Linked DNA regions of Callithrix jacchus: region 1 is linked to region 2. The links are chromatin contacts, called in public Hi-C maps. All regions are on one chromosome and are shown on one strand. The core of a region is the stretch at or near the end of the contact, and the rest is flanking DNA. Distances in the headings are between cores, read along the strand shown.

What was found. Hi-C and Micro-C count contacts between places; a contact is called where the count stands out from the background.
Region 1: a Hi-C map of induced pluripotent stem cells shows a contact between it and region 2, with 3 times the contacts expected there. The contact joins two enhancer-like sites. A contact is called at or near these places in 3 of 3 Hi-C or Micro-C datasets (induced pluripotent stem cells and skeletal muscle).

Annotation. Positions count from the first base shown.
Region 1 is chr1:176,661,575-176,664,274 of calJac240_pri, forward strand. No RefSeq gene overlaps it. Among named protein-coding and RNA genes, the nearest start is that of NAIF1, 22 kb to the right of the region's middle. Within about 2 kb of position 1,292, at least 3 of the 16 cell types and tissues checked have an H3K27ac peak or open chromatin away from gene starts, as enhancers often do.
Region 2 is chr1:176,580,360-176,583,059 of calJac240_pri, forward strand. It overlaps EEIG1 (estrogen-induced osteoclastogenesis regulator 1), which reads right to left. Exons shown (of 11, transcript XM_003732054.5): 2 at 1-104. Among named protein-coding and RNA genes, the nearest start is that of DPM2, 16 kb to the left of the region's middle. Within about 2 kb of position 1,397, at least 9 of the 16 cell types and tissues checked have an H3K27ac peak or open chromatin away from gene starts, as enhancers often do.

The sequences.
Region 1 (2,700 bases), core at 42-2,541, 81 kb after region 2:
GAACCTGGGAGGAGGAGGTTGCAGTGAGCTGAGATCGCGCCACTGCACTCCAGCCTGGGCACAACAGAGCGAGACTCTGTCTCAAAAAAAAAATTGTTTAATGATCGCAGTTGTGCTATGAAAGGGGTCAGCCATAGGAGTGACTGTGTCTGGAGTCACATAGGGCTGCCTGGAGGAAGTTGCATCTGAGTTGTGATGAATGAATAAGAACTCTCCAGGGAGAGTCAGAGAAACAGGCAAGGTAGAGGCAAGAGCATTTACAATGGCCCTGGGGTTGGAGGAAGAGTTAGGGGCCCCCTGCACTGGAAGGCGGTGTGGCTGGCGTCCGATGGATGAGGGCAGCACGGCAGGAACTGAAACCAGAGAGGTAGGAAGGAAGAGAGATCACACTCAGCCTTCTCCCAAAGTGCAACGAGGAGCCACGGCAGGGCTTTATGTATGTATGTATGTATGTATGTATGTATGTATGTATGTATGTATGTAGCCGGAGTTTCACTCTCGTTACCCAGGCTGGAGTGCAATGGCGCGATCTCAGCTCACTGCAACCTCAGACTCCTGGGTTCAAGCAATTCTCCTGCCTCAGCCTCCTGAGTAGCTGGGACTACAGGCACGCGCCAGCACACCCCGCTAGTTTTGTATTTTTAGTAGAGACGGGGTTTCACCATGTTGACCAGGATGGTCTCGATCTCTTGACCTCATGATCCACCCACCTCGGCCTCCCAAAGTGCTGGGATTATAGGCATGAGCCACCGCGCCCGGCCAAGGGCTTTAAACCGAGAAAGAAACTGAGTCACAGAAAATGATGGAGCTGGCCGTGCACAATGGCTCATGCCTATAATCCCAGCACTTTGAGAGGCCGAGGCAGGTGGATCACCTGAGGTCAGGAGATTGAGACCAGCTTGACCAACATGGTGAAACCCCGTCTCTACTAAAAATACAAAAATTGCCCAGGCCTGGGTAATCCCAGCTATTAGGGAGGCTGAGGCACGAGAATCACTTGAACCAGGAGGCAGAGGTTGCAGTGAGCCAAGATCACGCCATTGCACTCCAGACTGGGCAACAAGACTGAAACTCTATCTCAAGAAAAAAGAAAGAAAGAAAGTGATGGAACTAGAAGTAGGCCTCAGGTCTGGCTATTTCTGACACCTGTGCTTTCAATTCCCACTGGATTGTGCCCACTGGAGGGGCCAGAGGGAACTGAGTCTCTGATCTATCTCCTTCACTGCCCAGCTAGGGAAACTGGTCCCGAGGAAGGGGAAGGGCTTGCCCTAAGTGGCACAGCAGGGCAGGATGTAACGTAGAACCCAGGTCTCCAGGCTCCCAGATGCCCTCTCACATCAGTCCTCAGTAGACCTCGACAGACCTTGGCCAAAGCCCCAGCTCCCTGAGTTCCAGGAAAATTATTGCTGCTTGAAGAGCAAAGGGTTGTCCCTTCTTAGGGTCCAGGAAGCTGTGTCAGCCCTGTCCCCAGTTCCCAGTTTGCACTGGTGGTAGCTGGTTAGAACCTGAAGCCCAGAGCCCTCCCATGGCCAGGTCAGGGCCACAGTGGATCTGGACTCTGGATGCAATAGAGTGAGACCTGTACACACCTTCCTCCACCCACTCTGCTGGGGACGGATTGAATTCCAGCTCCACTGACCTCACAGGCTCTCTAAGCCTTCCACCCATGCTTGACCACATAAGGGCTCTGAGTCACCTGGGGACAAGAACCCAAGGACGGCCAGCCAGCCAAGCGTGTCTGCAGTCCCTCCCTTCAGCAAAACCCCCAGGACTGAAGATCCTGGACAACCTACTGTTCTTGTTTATTTTTTCTGGAAAAATTTCTGGAACTGAACTGAACATACTGAGTCAAAAGAACTTTGCATCTCAAGATTTTTTGAGACATCATCAGCAAATTGTTCTCCTGGGGTTTTGCACCAATTTGCACCCCTTCTAACAGTCTGAGGAATGCTTCCCCTACCTGCTATCTGGGCCCTCTTTTTTGTCTTTACTAGTCCAATAGGCCACACCTCTCGCTGTTATAATTTGCACTGTCATTGAAGAGAGATTCTCAGACTCCACTGTCTGTGGAGCTTGCTAGAAAAATGGAAAGGCAGCAGGGCAAGGTGGCTCATGCCCGTAATCCCAGCACTTTGGGAGGCTGAGGCAGGCCAATCACCTGAGGTCAGGAGTTCGAGACCAGGCTGACCAACATGGTGAAACCCCATCCCTACTAAAAATGAAAAAATTAGCCAGGCATGGTGGTGGACACTTGTAATCCCAGCTACTCCGGAGTCTGAGGCAGAAGAATTGCTTGAACCTTGGAGGCAGAGGTGGCAGTGAGCCACAATCACGCCACTTCACTCCAGCCTTGGCCACAGAGTGAGACGCTGTCTCAAAAATAATAATAATATTGAAAAAAAAAAGAAAGGCAAGCACAAACTGGAAGAAAATATTTGTAAAAAATATATCTGACAGAGAACTTGTAAACAGATATAAAAAGAATTCTTTTTTTTTTAACCCAATAGTAAATAACCAACCAAATACAAAGAAAAAAAATTTTTTTTTGAGATAGAGTCTCGCTCTGTCGCCCAGGCTAGAGTACAATGGTGCGATCTCGGCTCACTGCAACCTCCACTTCCTGGGTTCAAGCGATTCTCCTGCCTCAGACTCCCGAGTAGCTGGGACTACAGGCGCGTGCCACCATGACTGGCTAATTTT
Region 2 (2,700 bases), core at 147-2,646:
GGAAGACACAGGGGTCCAGCAGGCCGGTGGCCGGGTTAGCACTCATCTTACACACGAACGTGAACCTCTTTCGCCACCGCACGCAGTTCTCCTGCACCTCCTCCCTGCGGGCCAGAGGCAACAGGTGAGCATAGGCATGCACATCCGCACCAGGGGACCCCATATGATACCAGGGACAGGGAAAGAGCCCTGTCCATCGGGAGTGAGGCAGTGGGGAGCTTCACTTTCACTCTGTGTCACAAAGTAGCTGTGTTTTCACAAGAACGTACTTGTGTAACTGTCGTTAAAAAAAATTATAAATGCTAGCAAAAACATAATAAAAATGAGATAAACATAAGGCAGGGGTGAGGGGAGCTGGAGCAGTTGTCCCTCCCCTGGAAGCCTGGCAACCTGCAGAGCCTCCCTCTGTTACCAGCGCTGCCCCCCGCCACCTTGCTCTGAGACCTTGGGCAGTTCTCTCCACTGCCATTACCTCCTCCAAAGCCAGGCTCTGCCAACTGCCTCGTGATTCTCACAACAGTCTTAGGCTGGACTACTCAGCCCATTTCACAGATGAAGAGACTGAGGCTAGGCAAGCTGCCCTGCACCTCCCAGCCAATAGATAGTAGAGCTAAACCTGAAGCCTACTTCACCACTAATAACAACGATGGCAATATGAACAAGAGCCGATGCCCACACAGCACTTCCCATGTGCCAGGCACTGTTCAAGGAACTTCATAAGAGCCAGCAGGCCCTGGAGCTTGCTCCAAGTGCCAGAGAAAGGTGCTCATGCCAAACCCTTCCAACCTCTGTCTGCAGCAGCCACATCCGCACCTGAAGAAACTGAGAGTCCCAAGGCTAAGACCCTTGCCTGAGGCCCACCACAGGTAAGAGCAGAACGGGGATTAACCCAAGCAGCTGGACTCCGGGTATAGAGACAGCGACCTGGGGGCCTCAGCTTCACCAACACTAAGCAGAAGGCTCTGGGCTTCCAGCCTTCCGGTGCCTCCTGAGTTGGAGAGCATGACTGCGCTGAAAAATTGAGCACCACTTTACTGGAGAGGTGTTTTGTGCTCTGGGAGTGAGTGGGAGCCAGTGGCAGGGCTCATCCAAGCCCCTCCCAACTGCTGCGGGGGCCTTGGCAGGATCTGGGGGTGGCAGCAGCACATGGCGGAGCCGAGCTCTGCATCCCCGAGCAGCTCCCCATCCCCACACAGCCTGCCTGGCAGAGCCCATGATCAGGAAGGGGTGGCCAGGAAGGGAGGAGACAGTGTGAGAGATGTTATCTCCAGCTCATCCCACCTAACCACCTAGGGGACAGTAAGGAAGTGAGCTGAGGAGAGTGGGTTAACTGCCAGATCGAGGCCAGCCAAGCCTCTCCTGAGCATTGGCAGGTTTGCTTTGCATGGCAGGCTTGTAAGGTGGGCTCTACGCCACCCATTCTACAGCTGAGAGCACTGAAGCTCCAAGAGAAAGCCATTCTACCTGCCACGCGTGTTCACATCCCCAGGGACTGGCAGAGCAGGATTTAAACCCAGGACTATCTGACTTCAGAGTCAGAGCTCTTAGTCGCCACATCAGCTCAGGGGCCATGGAGCACGGGAAAGCGTGGCAAGGAGAACCCGTGGAATTGTGGGGCCTGCAGTACCCTGCTCTGTTCCTGAGGCACCACCCAGGTCTCTGAGTGCCAAGCAGGTGCTGGTATGAGCCACCGCAGACTGCATTCACTCAGTGATGACTCAGTGTCACCAGGAGAGGGCAGGGAAGGGGTGAGTCAGGAAAGGTGACATTCAAGCTCAGGACAGAATGAGCTTGGGGAGTAGCCAGGTGGAGGAGAAGTTCCAGGAAGAGGGAACAGCATGAATGAGAAGGGAGTCCTGTTTCCTCAGCCCAATGAAAGCCCCTAAGCCTCACTTTCTAGAGGAGGCCCCTCCAGGCTCCACAAGGATTTAAGGATGTGACTAAGGCTTACTCTGTGCTCCTGCCAAGGCTGTGACAAGGGGCAACAGGGCAGCCAGACCTGGGCCACAGTCGCACACTCGCTGGGGCACATCACCCCTGTCATGGCCACTGTTGTGGGAGAGCTTAGTAAAATGAATCCTGCAAAGTGCCTGACCCGCTGAAGGCTCTGTGATGACACCAGGGACCAAGAGAACTCAGTCACCAGAATGCACAGAGCTTGTTAGGAGGGTGAGCTCCAACAATCCTCTGCAACCAAGACTGGGGACAAGCAGAAAAGGTCAGGGATGAAGACAGGGGAGGAAGGGACAGATCTAATCTCCGTAAGCAGGTGCCATAGGAGTGGGGGCCCTGGGCTGGGGGCATCGCCTGAGCCCAGTCATGCTGGCTCCACTTATTCAAACGACTGAGCACCAGCGTGTGCCAGGCCCTGTTCTAGGCACTGGGACCACAGCAGTGACTAGCTTACATTCTGGTGGGAGGAGAAAGACGACAACCAAATAAACAAGAAAAATACATAGTAGTGGAAAGGAAGAACTAAAACTATATTAACAGATGACTTGATCTTGTACACAGAAAATCCTTAAGGAATCCACTAAAAAACGATTTTATTTTATTTATTTATTTTTTGAGATGGAGTTTCACTCCTGTTGCCCAGGCTGGAGTGCAATAGCACAGTCTTGGCTCACTGCAACCTCCGCTGCCCTGGTTCACGTGATTCTCCTTCCTCAGCCTCCCGAATAGCTGGGATTACAAGAGCCC